Regions from separate parts of the Mus musculus genome. Here region 2 is linked to region 1. Evidence: chromatin contacts called from public HiChIP or PLAC-seq data. All regions are on one chromosome and are shown on one strand. The core of a region is the stretch at or near the end of the contact, and the rest is flanking DNA. Distances in the headings are between cores, read along the strand shown.

What was found. HiChIP or PLAC-seq counts read pairs in DNA pulled down with a chosen protein or histone mark.
Region 2: an H3K27ac HiChIP or PLAC-seq map of embryonic stem cells shows a contact between it and region 1, with 4 times the contacts expected there. The contact joins two enhancer-like sites. A contact is called at or near these places in 1 of 484 Hi-C or Micro-C datasets (pancreatic cancer cells) and 1 of 115 datasets of contacts at active chromatin or transcription factors (embryonic stem cells).

What each region holds. Positions count from the first base shown.
Region 1 is chr15:99,838,695-99,841,575 of GRCm38.p6, reverse strand. The region is part of intron 2 of Lima1 (LIM domain and actin binding 1); the gene reads left to right. Among named protein-coding and RNA genes, the nearest start is that of Gm17057, 22 kb to the right of the region's middle. Within about 2 kb of position 1,390, at least 56 of the 459 cell types and tissues checked have an H3K27ac peak or open chromatin away from gene starts, as enhancers often do. A contact at or near this core is called in embryonic stem cells, where this site is marked.
Region 2 is chr15:100,247,290-100,250,317 of GRCm38.p6, reverse strand. The region is part of intron 3 of Atf1 (activating transcription factor 1); the gene reads right to left. Among named protein-coding and RNA genes, the nearest start is that of Atf1, 21 kb to the right of the region's middle. Within about 2 kb of position 1,422, at least 25 of the 459 cell types and tissues checked have an H3K27ac peak or open chromatin away from gene starts, as enhancers often do. A contact at or near this core is called in embryonic stem cells, where this site is marked.

The DNA of each region.
Region 1 (2,881 bases), core at 141-2,640:
TTTCTCTAAAAAAACACAAAGATATTGTAAGAATATGTTTCATTTTGATGCCAGGTGTGAGGATGTAGGGCTGCTTGGACTGCCTAGAGCAGCTGACTGTGATTTGCCTCATGCTCTAGCAGAGTGGTGGTTTTACCAGCTGTAGATGATACTTTCTGCGATTGTGTGACATTTGGAATTCAGAGAGTATATAAATGTCAGGGTCTAGAAAGGCAGGCCGAAGCTGGGCCTGGTGGCGCACGTCTTTAATCCCAGCACTCGGGAGGCAGAGTCAGGCGGATTTCTGAGTTTTACAGAGTGAGTTCCAGGACAGCCAGGGCTACACAGAGAAACCCTGTCTCGAAAAACAAAAAAAAACAAAAAAAAAAAAACAAAAAAAGAAAGAAAGAAAGAAAGAAAGAAAGAAAGAAAGAAAGAAAGAAAAAAAGAAAGAAAGAAAAAAAGAAAGGCAGGCTGAGTTGTATGTTGGGGGGAGGGGGGGTTGTTACAGTTTGTTAGTAGCCCTGCTCAAAGAAGAAACAAAAAGAAAGATAGATTCAGGGATCTCTCTCTCTCTCTCTCTCTCTCTCTCTCTCTCTCTCTGTCTCTCTCTTTCTCCTCTATCCTTTCTCTCCTATTTAGTGATAAGGAGTAGGGGATAAAGGGCTGGAAGAAGAAGAACTCACAAAGTAGCAAAGACCAGCTACAATATAGCAAGACCCATCACAAAACCCAAAATTCATGGCCTAGTGTCAGAGATGTATAGTTCCAAGTATTTGGGAGTCTGAGGCAGGAGAATTCCAACTTCATGGTCTGCCAAGGCACAAAGTGTGTTTAAGGCCAATCTGAACAGCTTATAGAGAGTATAATGGTACACACCTACAATCCCAGCACCTGGGAGGCTAGGACAGGAGGATCACTGCAAGGCCAAGGCCAGTCTGGTTTACATGAAGAATTCCAGAACAGGGGCTAGGGAGACACCTCAATTGTTAAGAACACCAGCTGCTCTTCCAGAGGATGTGAGTTCAAATCCCAACACCCACATGGCAGTTCACAATTGTCTGTATTGACCTCTGCCAACACCAGGCACACACATCATCCACAGACATATGTAGACAAAAACACCCATACATATAAAATAAAATAAATTTAAAAATAAAAAGAATTCCAGACCAGCCAGTACCTCATCCCTCTAGGTAGGGCTTTCCTCAACAGTGCAGGTTGGCCTATCATGCCCAGCCTCACTAAATCTCTAAGACTGAGAGTTATGACTCGCAGTGAATGACAGTGTTTGGTTTGTAACTGATTTGGGCTTGTCTCTTCTCAAGTTAGCATCAGCCAGGGCGGCTCACAGGCTGGAGTCAGGGCTGGAGCACCTCCACATGGCCAGTCCATGTGACTGTTTGGCTTGGTGGCTGGGTTCCAAAGGCAAAAGTCTGGAGAGGAGGGCGTGCAAAAGGGGAGGAGCCAGAAGCTCTATGCTTGCTCCTGACCTTGGTCTTGGAAGCCATACACTTTTTAGTGGCCTTATCCTCAGATGTGAATCAGAAGGCTGGCTCCTATTCTGGAGAAGGGGGTGGAATTTGGCTCCACCTTCTGGTGGGAGGAATGTCAAAGATATTTTGAATTTTTTTTTTTTTTTTTTTTTGGAGACAGGGTCTTAGACCTCATTATGTAACAAGACTGAATACCCAGATATCCAGTTTCCCATCTCTGCTCAACAGAAGCTAAGGTACTACACTCTGCCCGGCTCTTGTCCGTTTTCTTTAAGTCCTCGGGGTTGAGCCCCGGAAGCTCGTGTATTCCAGGCAAGCATCCGACCACTGAGCTACAACCCCCAGTTCCCTTGCACATGTTTTTAAACCATCTTCTGTGGGTTTCCCAGGCCTTCCTAAAGACTCCTCTTTTGTGTGTCTGCAGTGGAACCCAGCTGTCTCAGGGGTCTTTCTTTTGTTTTGTTTAAACAAACTCTTCCAGCTCAGACTGGCCTTGAACTTGCTACTTACTGAGGATAACCTTGAACTCCTGCCTCTACCTCTTGACCTAAGTGTTTTGTTTTTTTATCCTCGGGGAGATCGATAGAGGAGGTTGGTTTGTGAAATGAGAGTTGAGCGTAGAGCGAAGGGAACAAGGAAAGGCATGGAGACCCTGCGTGATGGAGGGATAGGGCCCACACAGGTCAGTTAGGCCAGATGGTCAGCTCCAACTGTGCTGGCTGGGGTTTTAGTTGGGTTAACAGCAAGATGCCGTGGGAAGTTTCCCTGCAGGGAGACTGACAAGATGAGACCTGTGCTTTCCTAAGATGCTTCTGGCAGCAGCAGGAAAGCTTTATTGGCACAGTGAGAGATTGGTAGCATGGAGACGATTAATGGGGCTTTTGAGTGAAAGCTGGTGGGGTGGGCGTGGAGGGGCTACCAGGACCTGGAAGAAAGCAAAGGAATACGAGACAGTCGGGGGGATATGATTAACGGGCCTGAGAATCCCCTGTTCTGTAGAGAAGCTGCCTCACCCCCGACCTTTTCACCCTCCTCATCCCCACCTGCGATCGGTTTACTAGGCTTGGCTTTCTCATGACTTGAGTCATGTGTCTGTGTAGTGGCTGCCTAAGCCTGCTCTTTCTGCACGTGTGCCTAAAATGCTCTAGGGCCAGGAGACACAGTGGCAGCCCTGCTGCATCTCCAGTATCGACTCCCATCAGAGATCATAGCATCATTCTCTCTCTCTCTCTCTCTCAGATTTATTTATTTATTTATTTTATGTATGTGAGTACACTGTAGCTGTCTTCAGACACACCAGAAGAGGGCATCAGACCCCATTAGGGATGGCTGTGAGCCACCACGTAGATGCTGGAAATTGAACTCAGGACCTCTGGAAGAGCAGTCAGTGTCCTTAACCACTGAGC
Region 2 (3,028 bases), core at 173-2,672, 410 kb before region 1:
ACGCTCTGTGCAGCAATGCTGGGAAAGGGAGACCCACTGTGTATCAACTGCACTCCACTCAGAACAGGCCGCTCATGGATCTCTCTCTCTGACATTAAAGGCGTGCACACAACCTCCACATAACTTCCTTTTTTTGCTTGTTTTTGTATAGAAAGAGAGACCACAAACACACATAACATTGGGACATGGAGTTTAGTATCTGTTGACTGTTTGAGATGTTTACAATAATCAACCTGCACTTGGTGGTGCACACCCTTAATCCCAGAGGCAGAGACAGGCGGATCTGTGAAGTTCCATGCCAATCAGAGATACACAGTGAAACCCTGTTTCAAAAAACCAAAAATAAGTAGCACAGGTATCTATAGAGCCCCAAGCCATACCGTTAAGCCTTGGGGGTTGGGGAGTCCTTTTGTTTAGCGCTTATCATTATGATATTCTTGAGGCTAGCTACATTTTATGTCAGTCACACACTGAAGAGGAACAGACCGGAGCACCTCCGGAGGTGCAAGGCCCTTGGACAGCTATAAAGTGTCCTTCCTCGGCAGGAAAGATGGCTGTTCTCAAGGGTCTTTCACTCAAAGAACAAAGGGCCTTTCCAACTTCCAATACTATAGCCATCATGGAAGAGAAGCCACACTTCTCAGAGTTCAAGGCCAGGGTGGCTGGATGGCCCGGGTTGCCAAGCCTGACGACTGGAGTCTAAACCAGGAATCCACATGGTTAATGGAGAACCGTCAGCCTGCAGGTGTCCTCTGACAGTCACATGCATGCCATATCCCAGAATGCAGTGCTCATTCCATTCTCAATGTCAAACTATTAAACACTCAGAGTATAAACATCAGAACATAGAATATCTATGCGCTCGCTTCATACCAGGAATCAATAGATGGTAATGGTACAACATACTACTTCAGATTAACTCCTGTCCTACACTTGGGTGCTGTCATTCCCTGTGCTAGGTTCTCTTATTTCTTTCCCTTCTGTGGCACTGGGGATCAAACCCAGGGCCTTGGTACATACAGATAAATGCTCTACGTTGACATATGTCCCCAGTTCCCTATTTTGTTATCAAGCCACCAAATGAGTCGTTGTTATTGTTGTAAGAAGCCGACAGTAACAAGTAAACACTCATCTTTTGGGGAAGCACAGGGACACCAAACCCCAGGTCTTGCACATGCTAGGCAAGTCTTAGTAATGACATTAACCACTGGTATCCTAGTTAGGGTTTCGCTGTCGTGAAGACACCATGACCAAGGCAACTCTTGTAAGAACAACATTAAATTGGGGTTGGCTTTACAGGTACAGAAATTTAATCCATTATTATGGCTCTAGAGGGGCTAAGAGCCCTTGTTCCGAAGGTAGCTGGAAGACTGACTTCCAGGAAGCTAAGAGGAAGGTCTCAAAGCCCATCCCACAGTGACAGACTTCCTCCATCAAGGCCACACCTACACAAACAAGGCCACACATGCTAATAGTGTAGCTCCCAGGGCCATGCATATTCAAACCACAACTGGGGTACATTCCTAAGTACAGAATTCTAGGCTGAAAGGTAGATCTCAGTCCATTAATGTCTAATGGTACTGTTCAAAACATCTGTTGTTAGCTTAACAGTCATTCCTTTCTAAATACTTTCTCACTTTTGGAAGCTTTTTAAAATCTAACACTTATCTGGGCTGGGAGCACAGCTAGCTCAGCAACAGCCGCCTAGTGTGCTGGCCAGTGGACAAGATGTAGCTCATGTAGACGCATAGACGCACGCCTCCCATCCTCTCCTTCCTCCTATTTACCTTTGTGCTCATCCTGGGTAGTTTACTTGGATTCTCTGATTCCCCCATTCTTCAATCACATCTAAACTGTTGTAAAGGACCTACCTATCTTTCTAGGTTTGTTCATTTTCAAAGTCCTCCCAGTCTTCTGTTCCAGTGGTAGGGTCTCTGTATCTTTCCTGATTTAAACCAGACATAGAGTCCCTGCTAATTTCATGATCTGGGTTCTTTAGGGAGCTTATACTACATCTGTTGCTGTCTGCTAATACATTATTTCTTTTAGCTTTTTTAGCTTTCAGTTGAATTCTTTAGGGTTCCCCACACACAATTGTTGATTTGTTAAAACAAAAGGGTGATATCCTCTGAAGCACCGTGTGTTAATTACATCAGGTTCCATTGTAAACTTGTGCTTTGGAGCCCAGAGCAGGGAATGAAGGAACTGGGGAAGGCCCGTAGGCAGAGCGCTAGGATGCAGCCCCTTTGCTATGTTGTGTACTATGAGGGTCTCATCCTACAACACGCTCCCGATGAACATAGACTTTACACAGGCACAAAACCAATGGAGCCAAACCAGTCAAATGGAACCAAATCAATCTTTCCTATTTAAAATGGCATTAAAGATGGCAGTTATTGCAGCCTAGGGATGGCCCAGTGGTTAAGATCACTTTTGCAGAGGACCTGCGTTTGTTTTTCAGTGCCCTTGTCGGGCAACTCATAAGCACCAGCTCCAGGGCATGTAAGCCTCTTCCAGCCTCTGTGGGCACTGTACTCATGCACACACCCTAACACATGCACACAATCAAAACTATAGAAAACAAACCCTTTCAAAACTACACAAAGATAACAACACACCTGTCCACTGTTGATTCAATCAAAATTCCGAGTACCTAGCTCCATATCGTCTTTAACTGACAGACTTCTGCGGCTGGGGTTTTTGCTACTTTGTGCTGTTGGATTTTTCTGTTAATTCTACTTTCCTAGCGGGGCTGTCTGTCTGGACTGAAGAATGAGTCAGACTCAGGTGACTCCTAGTGAACCATTCCCTAATGAATAAAGGAATCAATCACTGGGTGAGAAGGCGGGACTTCCGGGTTGGACGTAGGAAAAGAGTTAGGGTCATTTTGGACAGGAATATCTTAAGGACAAGATGTAGCTGCTTAGTGTCTCCTGGTTTCAACAGTGGATCTGCCAGGATTCGCCACAGGAGGATTTAGATTTTATATGGCTTGCAAGATTAGGATTCTAGTTGTTGCGCCCAGAGA